Regions from separate parts of the Hordeum vulgare genome. Here region 1 is linked to region 2. Evidence: chromatin contacts called from public Hi-C data. All regions are on one chromosome and are shown on one strand. The core of a region is the stretch at or near the end of the contact, and the rest is flanking DNA. Distances in the headings are between cores, read along the strand shown. Region 1 has its middle 25 kb from the start of LOC123402207. Region 2 has its middle 33 kb from the start of LOC123403080.

What was found. Hi-C and Micro-C count contacts between places; a contact is called where the count stands out from the background.
Region 1: a contact with region 2 is called in a Hi-C map of leaf, with 3 times the contacts expected there. The contact joins two enhancer-like sites. A contact is called at or near these places in 2 of 6 Hi-C or Micro-C datasets (leaf and seedling).

What each region holds. Positions count from the first base shown.
Region 1 is chr6H:547,872,037-547,878,257 of MorexV3_pseudomolecules_assembly, reverse strand. No RefSeq gene overlaps it. Among protein-coding and RNA genes, the nearest start is that of LOC123402207, 25 kb to the right of the region's middle. Within about 2 kb of position 1,972, at least 1 of the 3 cell types and tissues checked has open chromatin away from gene starts, as enhancers often do. A contact at or near this core is called in leaf, where this site is marked.
Region 2 is chr6H:547,736,025-547,741,694 of MorexV3_pseudomolecules_assembly, reverse strand. No RefSeq gene overlaps it. Among protein-coding and RNA genes, the nearest start is that of LOC123403080, 33 kb to the right of the region's middle. Within about 2 kb of position 3,209, at least 2 of the 3 cell types and tissues checked have open chromatin away from gene starts, as enhancers often do. A contact at or near this core is called in leaf, where this site is marked.

The DNA.
Region 1 (6,221 bases), core at 723-3,222, 140 kb before region 2:
CGAGCGTGCATGCATGCACCTACAGCTCAGCTCTAGTCGTTACGTGGCTGACTGGTTGTACAGACGCTCTTTGTTATCATGGTTTAGTATCATTTGACCGGCCTCCTAATTAATAACAAATGACACCTACCTATAAAAAGTTGGTTTGCTTATGTTTATACGGCTACTGTACTTTACATGTCCAATTCAGGTACTGCACCCCCGTTTGCATCTGGTGATGACCTCAACTTCTCTCTGTTTTTCTTTTCTGTTCTGCTGTGCCTATGGTGAGAAAATATGATTCACAAACTAATAGTATGGCAAATTAGGTTAGTAGTCCTTCTGCTCTTTTTTATTCAAGAAATAAAACCACGACATTTTATTTTGAAAGGGAGAGAGTGTGCATCAACTTATCGTAAGATGTACGGTGACATGATTTTAGATGCCCGACTTACATTATACTTTCTCTGCCTTAAAATAACTGTCTTAACTTTGTATTAGCTTTAGTATAAAATTGTATTAAAATTAAGCTATTTATTTTGAGACGGAGGGAGTATAAAATATGACAAGGGTCGAATCATTTCACAAAAGCTCACGCCTATGCGTTCCCATCCGTCCTTTACACGCATACATTTATGATATGTTTTATAGTTTTAGGAACGCTATGTATTAAGTTACAAAGTAAAAAATATATATGATACCAGGATGGTTCACCTAATACAACATCGATCGTAGACTGTTTTTCTATTATGAATATAATGACATCTTATTTATGTCACAAGAACCACATAGTAAAGAAGAACTATCGATTTGAGTTTTCTCTTAACAAATGAAAATACATCTTGCATTTGGAAATCGAGGGTATTGAAAGTTTAGCACAAATAAACATAGCTATTAGAGAGAAAACGCAGATAGGCAAACATGTGGGGATTGTGTCGATGACACGATGCACTAATTAGCCTTGCCACATCATATCTGAAGATTCTGTCCACGTTAGTATATGCAGACGTCACTGGACAAATATGCTACGGGAATGTCATCGACCCATCTTCATTATATGTATATATACTACTGTAGTGCTAGACTATCCAGAGCAGAATAAGTTGCTTCTGGACAACACTTCTATTAAATTTGATTTTAAAAGTTGCCCTCTTTGTACTATATTGCTGGAGTATATCCAGAGCAGAATACATTGTTTAATTAACCCTCTATCATTACCTGTAGCCATATATAGATGATGCCGGTGCCCCAGTGCCGTCTCATTCTTCCCATTCTTTTTTCTACTTAAGTGAGTCTGGGATTGTCAATTGTATAGTATTGGTACTATAGGTGGACCAAGTAATACATACACCAGATGTATGTATTACTTGGTCCACCTATAGTATTTCTTCTGGAGAAGTTAGGCACTAGTGGAAGTACAAAAAAGAAATGTATGATACAGGCAGGGTCCACTGATATTCCTGCAGAGCCAATGATCAGCAGGACATCCTTCAACTGATTGATCAAAATGTTATACTTGCTTGTACACGCTAGCTGTTCATTGGATTGGATATATCACAAGTGGTACTATACGTGTCTCCAGTTAACAACTGTACAGCATATCTATGCTACCATATATATACAACTGTACTATACTGTGCGTGCACATACACACTCTGACATCCGCATGCACACCACGAGGCTGCAAACTGGAGTGGCATGGAGCATCGTGCATGAACATGCATATATGCATGTTTGTTAGTACAATCTACTAACACATGTACAGTAGTACGCTCTGCGAATATCGTATCATCTGTCCGGTATCGCAAACCGATTGATCATTTCACAATCATGCATGTATGCATCGTAGTACTATAATGGAGTCAAGATGAGGACCAGCGCTTGATGATGTGCCCTAAGATTCCGTAAAGCATGGGTCGCCGTCCGATCCCTTGGGGGGAAAGCTAAGACAAGTAAAGAAAAGGGACGTCTCGTCCAGTTGTGATCCACATATATATACATCGATCTACACATGCGTCGATCGATCGATCGTGTGTATCGCTGTGGTCCGGTAGGTGATGATACGATGGAAGGAGAAGAAGCGAAGGAAGGAAGCAATTATACATAGCTAGCTAGGTTGGCTGATTGATCGCGAAGGCAAAGCCATGGTCCTGCTCCTGCCCTGCCTACCTTTCTACGACAAACTTAAAGCTACCACAAAAGCAGCTCCATCTGCTGTTCCAATCTTCCACAAGAGTGAGCTTTTGACCGCCGCCAAAGCTCAACTATATATCTTCTCACAAGCGATATTAGAAGGGCAGTAACAAACATTTAAGATAATTCGCTAGCTTTTTTCCCCTTGAAATAATTCACTAGCTAGATATATAGGTGCCACTGGTAAGGAATTGCATTCCTTTCGTATTGTCTATATATGAAGGGATTATCTCATACGTACTAAACGGGTAAAGACATGTGCGCTGGTTGATAGGACGGTCTTATCTTACTCCATTTATGCCGTCTACAGAAAATACAAATTACATGTTGTACAATAGATTCTCACGTTTGCTCCATCTCTCATAGTTTTAATTTTTGTTTGCATACTCCAAATATCATGACAGAAATAAAAGTAAACTTGAAACTATGAGAGTACGAGAAGACATGTCGTAATGGGGAAAATGCCTTATATTTCTTAACGAGGCTCGACTTGCGGTTACTAAACTGTATTGCACTTATTTTAATTTAATATGAAAATTAGTCATGAAAGTTGGTAAAAGTGGGTCAAACAAACTGTAAAATATGCAAAAGTGCCATCACAAAGGGTTTATGATAATCCACTTCAATGGCAAATGCAGCCTAAGAGATCACCTCTTAGTTAGGAGAAGGCAATCCTATGTTTTTGTTTCTCTTCTAGCTCGGCAACATCATGTGCGTCATTACTAAGATAATACTATGGTACTTGCACTAATGATTTCAAGTTCACCTAAGGTATGCATGCGCACATTAAACTTACTTTATGTCATCTAAACAACAACAAATCATTATTAAAAGTGTATGTTCACACAATTTAGTACTCCCAAGTTCCAAAATACTTGAAGTTATAAGTTTGTCCCTAGTCAGAACTTTTAAAGTTTGACCAAGATTATAGAAAAATATGCCAACATCTGCAACAGCAAAGCGGCTTCATTAGATTTATCATAACACATGTTATTTATACAACATATATTTGATGTTGCAAATACTACCTTTTTTGTATAAAATCTGTCAAACTTAAAGAAGTTTGGCTTAAGACAAACGTGGAACTTAAATTATTTTGGAAACGAGGGAGTAATTGACATAAATGAAAGTATTGTATTCTTAATATGTCAAAGGGAGAGCTGCAAATAAGGGAAATATATGGAAAATACCTTTTTTACTCCCTCCGTCCCATAATGTAACAAATTTTTTGACACAAGGGAGTAGTACAAAACAAAACTCTACTAATTGGGGTTCATGGAGGCATGAAGGATAGCCAATGAGCAACTTTGACTAATAATCTTTGTATGAACATGTGACTAATATTTATAAGAAATAACATAATAAAATTTTGTGAGACAAATCTAATGTTGTAAATCTTAGAGCTAATATGGATTACAAGAACTAGGAAACACATGATTGGTATCTCACATATTATCGATTTGTAGAGTACCTCAAAAGACATGAGTTTGGCAACTGCTCCACCTGGAAAGGACACGTGAAATGAACATAGTATTTTTTGAGACAAATCTAATATCATAAATCTTACAACTCGTCTTGATTGCAGGAATTAGGAAACACATAATTGTTATCTCACAAACGGATTTGTAGAGTACCTCAAAACACATGACTTTCTGAGAGCAATTGTAGGTTGACTCATCTATTAGAAAGGCTGGATAAGTAGTGGTCCCGTCCTACCAATATATTTTTAACCCTGATTTAGCTTGGTTCCATGTTAAATTATGTTTTCTATGTCTTGATGTTCTATGACGCAACTGGGAGTGGACCTGGGAACCTATGCCACTTTATTATGTTTGGCTTGAAGCTCGAGAAGGATGTAAGATACATTATATCTTGTTACTACAACATATAAGTTGATGTATATCTTCTTCTCCTGTGATGAGTAACGATCATAGAATTACTACACAACGGTGTTGAAATTATACTTTGTTCCACTACAAATTTTTTATTATCATAAATGTGTGCTAATTTCAAACACATGCATACTAATTGATAATGATTTTGGGTTCTAGAGCATTGCAATAACAAAAAAGCATGAGTGCTCGAATAAAATGTATTTCCTCCCATCTACACAAAAAAGTCGCTACCTGAGAGTCCACTTTATCTTCGTTTACTAATTAAAATAAAAAAAATCCTTATGTATTTATGGTATGTCGAAGCAAAAAATTTGAAAGAAAAGTCAAGTATACCGGCAAAATAACTTTTCCACACTTAACTAAGCTTAATAGGAAGGGGTGTGCTAATGGGGCATAAAGGGAATAAAACTGATACTCCCTGAACACGAAAACCTAGCATAGTTTAACTTATTGTGAACTTAGCATGTTGAATAGAGAATTGCATTACGAATCAATATATATGCCCCCAAAATGGGGTTTTCACATTTACAAAGCTCCACTAAGGAAACTGAAAATCTAGAATCTCTCTATTCCGAAGGAGATGAGCTTTTAGATTTTGCATGGTTTCTAATAAGCAACTTTTGAAACAATCCAAGTAGACATGTGAGTAATATTGCAGGAAATAACTAACAAAGTTTTTTTGTTGATAAATCGAAGGTTAATTTTAGAACCTATTTGGATAGTAGAAATTAGAAAATGTAAGAATAGGCCCCTAATTTCTTCGTGGACAAATGTGGAAGATAAATAGGGAAGAGAGCTTGCCATTAATTGGTTAATAAAAGCCTCAAAAAATGTCCGAGTCAAAACACGAACTTCGCCATATTATAAAAAATGCAAACTATCCTTTTTCATTTATGTGCAGAAAGTGTATCTTATAAAAAATACAAACTTCGCCATATTATATTACTTACACCAACAAATACTGGACAATTTATTTTTTGCACGTAAAGAAAACTGCTAGAAAAGAAACATGTTATTGAATCGTTACAAATTATGGATTCCTACAGGAGGGAGAGAGAGGGGGGATGGAGGGAGAGAGCAAGGGAGAGGGAGAGAGCGAGAGAGAGAGAGGGAGAGAGAGAGGGGGGGGAGAGGGAGAGGGGGAGAGAGAGAGAGAGGGGGGGGGAGATAGAGAGAGATGGATGAGGTAAAATGAGATGTGATTGAGTGTATGATGATAGGAAATATACTTGACATATTTAGTGTTCTCTCTTTTCAAGAAGAGATTTTCCTTTTGCCAAAAAATATGGACTTAAATTCATATTGTGTACGTTCATTCAAAATAAAACATGACATACATTTGTAGATTTTTTTGAGAGATACATTCGTATAATACATCTTGAAGTACATTTTCTTTAATCTCATGATAACCATAGATTTTAGAATAAAAACCATCTCATATATCATCATGCCACTTAAATATTTAAACATTATACCATGTCATTAGTGCAGAAAAGGCTAGCTATGACGTGCCAAAAATAGCCTTGTTGGCATGGACATCCGACGCCACCAATATGGCGCCACAATTAGAAAATAGTAATGGCGTTGGATCCTACTCCAACAGTATATTCCATGTTACTCGGATCCACCTTAATCCAACGCGAGCAATTTTTTATAATAGAAAAATCACTACAAGAAATATGTCAACTAACGACCTTTTGTCAGTGACCCTGGAAGGAATGGTCATAAATCTATGACCATTTGACATCATTTGGCCGTAAGCTGTCTGGAGGGGTCCTAGCCCCAAAAACCAACAAAAATTTTCATCAAAAAGGTCATCACTTGCTTACTGGAAAAGGTCATAAAGCGGACAGCACCGGGCACTGCCTTATTTCTAGGTGATAATGACCAATATGAATGGTCGTTACTAAATAGTTCGAATGCACTAGGCTGGTTACGCAGCCACCTTAGCAGCCTTGCTTACTTGACAGGCAGGTGAGGGGCCGGCGACCGAGCGGGGACATGCGCGAGCCTCGCTTAATTCCCGAAAAAACATGCGCGAGCGGGGACTCAAACCCACGACCGAGCGCTTATAAGTTTATAAGTGTTTGCTACCGCTGGGCTAGAGAGGGACTGTTGCTCAGGTATCGGTATTTGGGGGTATATTATATTAAA
Region 2 (5,670 bases), core at 1,960-4,459:
TAAAAAAACCTATCAGGAGTCGGTCTTTTTTTGCGAGTGTTCTCTTTACATCATTATATGCCCAGCTTTAAATTAATAAGAGCCGAGCAGTAAGATACACATGCTTACAAAAGTTGTTACGAAAAAGGCAAAAGAGGCAAGTAGAAAAAGCCTGGCTTGAAACACTAAGGTCATCATCCACCGTTGCGGTTAGCACGAGTAGAGAGGCAAAGGTATTGGGAAGGCACCACTGCATTTGAAACATGCCTTTGTTCACCGACTGATCAAACATTTTAATAACATCACTTGTCTACATCGCCAAAAAGGGCCCCTCCTTAATTGCCGTGGTTTGAAGGGCACTATTGTGGACACAGGAACTCGGCAAAATAGCCTCGTAACTTCGAGAGAAGGGGTGTCCCCTCACAAAAGGGGGTTGCAGTGACCAGGCCCGGACGACTGTTTACCAAAAACACAGGTCTCCGCAAAGTCGTAAGACCATGTATAGGGCTGACGCATGCCCAGTGTCGGAAGGTCAAGGAAGTTGGTGAACTGATGACAGGGAAGCGACCGAGCGACCGAAGCCCCAGTGAACGGGAGCTGTAATTATAACAGTCCTAAGGTAGCGAAATTCCCTGTCGGATAAGTTCCGACCTGCACCAAAACAAAATGGTTCGCCCTAGGATCCTTACGAGATATTAGCAACCAAGCTGCCAGGGGAGGACTTCACGAATGCCCATCACATAAGTCGAGCTCCTCATGAAATTGTCATCACTATCATTAAAAGTAACACATAAGATGAAAGTTACAAGACATGGTTGCAAACAAAAAAAGGATGTATCGTAAAGAGGACGGGCATATTGTACCAAAACTCCAACCCTCCATGGAAGGAGATGGACATCACATCGTCATCAATGTGGGTTTTCGCGACACCTTCCACCCCAACTAACACATAGATCCGATGAGCGTGAAGGCTTCTAGTATCAGCAGCCAGCGGAGAGAGGCGAGCAATACATGCAGGGCATCCCTTGTTCAGGTTTGACGCCAAGCTGGTGGAGCAAGTGAGTATGCCGCAACCACTATTCGCTAAGACTACCAACAGTGAAAGTAACATAGGTAGTCTCATAGATGTCACCTAAGAAAAAATATGATATGGCAATTAATTAATAAGAAGAGAGAGAAATTAAGTAACTTAACATGTTACTACCCCTATGAGTAACGTAACGCATATCAAGGCAAGATGAGTATATAAGCTAATAAATGAAAGGCTCAATGTTACTATCCATATGTTACCATCAACTCTGAAGATAGTAACTTAGACTAGTAACATATGTATGTTACTACTCTATGTTACTCACCATTGTGGGTAGTCTAACACTTTTCACCGCCCACACTAATTGCTAGCACCCATTACCACCGCTAGGTTAGGTAGCCAGCTAGCAACCACAACAGCCGCCCACCTAGTGATCGGCAATGCCATCTCCACCCAAAGTCGATATCCATGTTTCCATCCGGAGCCCTCCACGCAAGATGGACCACCGAGAGCCTTGCCACCACCTTCATTGGCGCCAAGCGGGCTTGCTTTCAACCACCTCTAACGGTGATGAGGGAGAGGGATGGGGTGTGGGCGTAGGTGTGGTGGAAGGTTGGCGGCGAGCTAGGTGTTCGCTCTCATTTTGTTACTGTTGAAATATATTGCCCGTCTCTTCTCGTCAGTTCAGACATTTGGATGAATTGGTTGTAGCATGAATTCAAAATTCATATCAGATCGAGGAGATCTTAAGTTCAAGACCCTACCAATGCAGTATTGAAAAAAAATCCACAACTACATAAATATCATGTCTAAGGACTAAATAACCCTAAACATGAATAGACGTGCTAAGTATATATATTGTCAGTCTATTTTCATCAGTTTAAACTTTTGGATGAATTAATCAAAGTATGAATCCAATAGTCATCAAGGAGTGGCACATTCACGAAGGGCAGATGAAGTCCTACCTTAGACCTTCTATTTAATCGACTGTTTCATGGGCGAGCCCTGCAATAGCGTAAAACGGTAGGATGCTCACAACGAGAAGAAAACAAACATCATATAGCTGGGAATGACCGGGACGCCTGGCAACTAGTGGCGTATCTAGGGGATGTGCCAGGTGTGCCATGGCACACCCAGAATTTTGAAGAATGTTTTCTTACCATGTAATAATTAGTTGATTTTTAAGACCCATCCAAGCCAAGAAAAATAGATCTCACTTTTTTTGAAGTGTGCAACCCTTCATTTTATTTGTAGGTCCGCCACTACTGACAACTATTCTTTTATTTGGAACTAATAAGTCGATTAACTTTCAAAAAGTTCAATTTAATATGCGTGGCTATATAATGTCTTCACATCATATGTAGTACATGCCCGCAGGTTGCATGTATTCACTCACGGATGTACGAATGCATGGCTAAGTACATGCACGTAAGTACTCCCCCGAAAGAAAGAAAAAATGGTACTAATTGAGTAGGGCATGAAGGTCTGTCGTGATGATGGTTGGCTGCAAGTTGTACATATATACTTGCATCATACTTCTTTCGTAAAGAAATAGGGAGTACATTGCGATGCGTGCTTGCCCGACTGAGTTACATTCATGCAACTTCTTCAGAAAAAATACTCCCTTTATTTCAAGACATATGTCTTTCTGAAGGTTTCATTAATAGATTACATATAGATGTATATAAACATACTTTTAGATTTAACCCCTTATAAAATCTTTTAAAAGACTTATGTTTAGAAATGGAGGGAGTAACATGCATGCATGTTATTGTTTTACGCGCAGATATAGCTTAACTCGGGCGGACGGATGGGCTATATCCAACCTTAAAAATGCAGCGCAATTATTTTCTAGTAGTTTTCTTATTGCAATGGAGGAAAAATTAACCGACCAACCCGAAATCAAGGTGACGTGACACATCAGGTTTCATGAATAAAGAAACGTGGGAGTTAATCATGGGGATCAATTAATTACTAGTACTTGATTGCACTGATTGAGCGTTGATAGGCGACACAAGTGTATTTCTCGTGATGGTGTGTGCTTGTGTGTTGCGAGATAGCCCATTTTATAATGTAATGTAAGATGTCCCATCCCAATCACACGGACAAAGACAACCGCGACGGCGACGCCTCCTTGTGCGAGATTGATCGGTGAGAGGGAGGAAGAGGAAGGCGGCGAGGGCAAGCTACGCCGGCTAGTTAACTAACGGCATGGGAGCTGTCTCGTCGTTGATCCCTCTAATCATGCAATTAGTCAAAGAGATTAATCGTCCGTAGGGGTCAACATAATCTCTCTCTAATAATAAAGCACCGTGTGGTGTGCTTCTGACCGTCGTGGTTGTTTTGCATAAAACCCCATGCAGTTTTCCGAAATCAACCTGTAGTCCCGATTTAAGTGAATAACCAATCGTTTTTGTATTGTTTACAGATAACCCCTATGAGTTCCCGAAATCAACCCGCAGTACATAATTAGCTGAGAGAACGAAACTTTTTCGGAGTTTTTGTAAAAAGCTCCTTCAGTTTTCACAAAATAAATCCGTAGTACATACTTGAGTAAAAAAAACAATCGTTTTCTGTATGTTTTCGAAAACACCCCTACAGTTTTTAATTAATTAATCTGTAGTTTAATTATAAGTGCAAAATACTTTAAAAAATCATATCTTTTAAACGATAACTTCAATTTTACATTATTATATATGAAATTTTATTAAAAAATATGTAGAATCTGAATATAATGTTAGTTTATCTATTTAATTTTTTTAAATTGTGTTTATAATATCATTTTAATAAATAGTGATGCGCACAGTCTAAACATAATGTTATTTTATCTATTTAACAATTTTAAAATTATATTTATGCTGTAATTTTAATCAATAGCGTACAATCCATTTTTTCACAACAAGGCCGGTCCATGTTGTTAATTAATCCGCGGTTCAATTATAATTAATACATACTTTAAAAAATTATATCTTTTAAACTGTAACTCTAATCTTAAATTATTACATATGGACTTTCATTCGAAAAATGTGTTGAATCGAAATATAATGTTTCTTACCTATTTAATTTTTTAATTTCTATTTATAATGTAATTTGAATCTATAGTGATGCGTACAATCTAAATATGATGTTATTTTACTTATTTAATAATTTTTAAATTCTATTTATGCAGTAAGTTTAAATAAAGGTCTTAAATTATGATTATTAGGTTATGATATGTTTGTACGGTTTGCTCCCGTTGCAACGCACGGGCTCTTTTGCTAGTTAGTGGTAAAGAAAGTAACTTTTTGTGTGCCTTTTCCTCTTTTGATGTCTCGACTAAAGTTTTAGAAAAGGCATAGCCAAAAGTAAAAAGTAAAAGAAGGTGAAAGTCAACTGGTGATAAGGTCTGAGTCAATACATCGTCTCTTATCGCGTTATTATAGAATCATTAATAATTTAAAATACAATCATGCCAATGCATTGTTTTATATCTATATTTAATAATTTGGGGTAATACATGCATATGATTGAACTAGAATTATTTTTTGTCTATAGGGTTGTATGTTAGTTAAGATACAACCCCGCTCTCTTTTTTTATTAACTAGTATGTCACGTCAGCAAAATGACTATGAAACCGCGTTAAAAAAATAGCATTGACACATGCCTAAACATGTGTGCTTTTCTGGGTTTTGGGACCAATTCTGGTGTATTCTAACTAATGAGACAAACCGGGATTGATTAGCTGGATGGCCAACAAACAGGTATCACAATTTATTATTATTACAGTAGTTTTCCAATCAGGTTCTCCGAGCATCTGACTCGTGAACAGTATTCGCCGTGGCCAGCTGCGTTGCATGATGCTCAATTTGCTGCTGATTCCGCCCATTCTTTCATGATTTTATGGAAGCATTCATGCAACCAAATATATAAAGTCATGGTTGTCATCGAGTGTGCGCGTGCAAATGTGAGGCGGCGTCACGTTGTACAAAAAGCATATTTGTATGGCCCTCCCGCGAACACTGTACACGCACTCCATGATCCAACCAAAGTTGTCGGTACAGTTCTTCTTGGCTTGCAAAAAATAAAAAATAAAGTGAAAGTCAATGCACCATGTCTGAGTGTTACTTTCTGACTTTCTGTAATGCGCCTAATGCACCGGTACGGTCCCAGATCCTGGAAAACCCATCGGAAACACCGCTCCACACGCTCTCCGTCGGCGCAAAGCGCACCAACGTAACGAGGATATGGCATGGAGAACATTATATATACATATCCAGGGGCAACACCGCTGCCATGCTGCCCCAAACCAAACACCGAGACTTCGAAAGAGAACCTATATAATAACACCCATGCAGCTGTATGACAGATTCAGGTTTGCTTGTCGAGCTCGCGGCCCTCCATAGTCATGCGCTGATACCATCTTCTCCAATGATCTTGCTAGGCTGTGCCATCTATGGAGAACAACGCGCTAGATCCATCTGGCCGTCGTTGTTGCACTCTGCTTGACGAAAACCCCGGCTCGAGCACCCTCTCCTTTGGCGTCGCGCATATATATTCCATCCGCGACGGCGACGGCGACGGCCGTGTGTACGTACGCGCGCCACAGTAATTGCACTGCTCGGTCGAGCTTCCATCACATCCAGCATAGTTGCTGTCGATCGCGAGCAGAGTAGCTTGGCGGG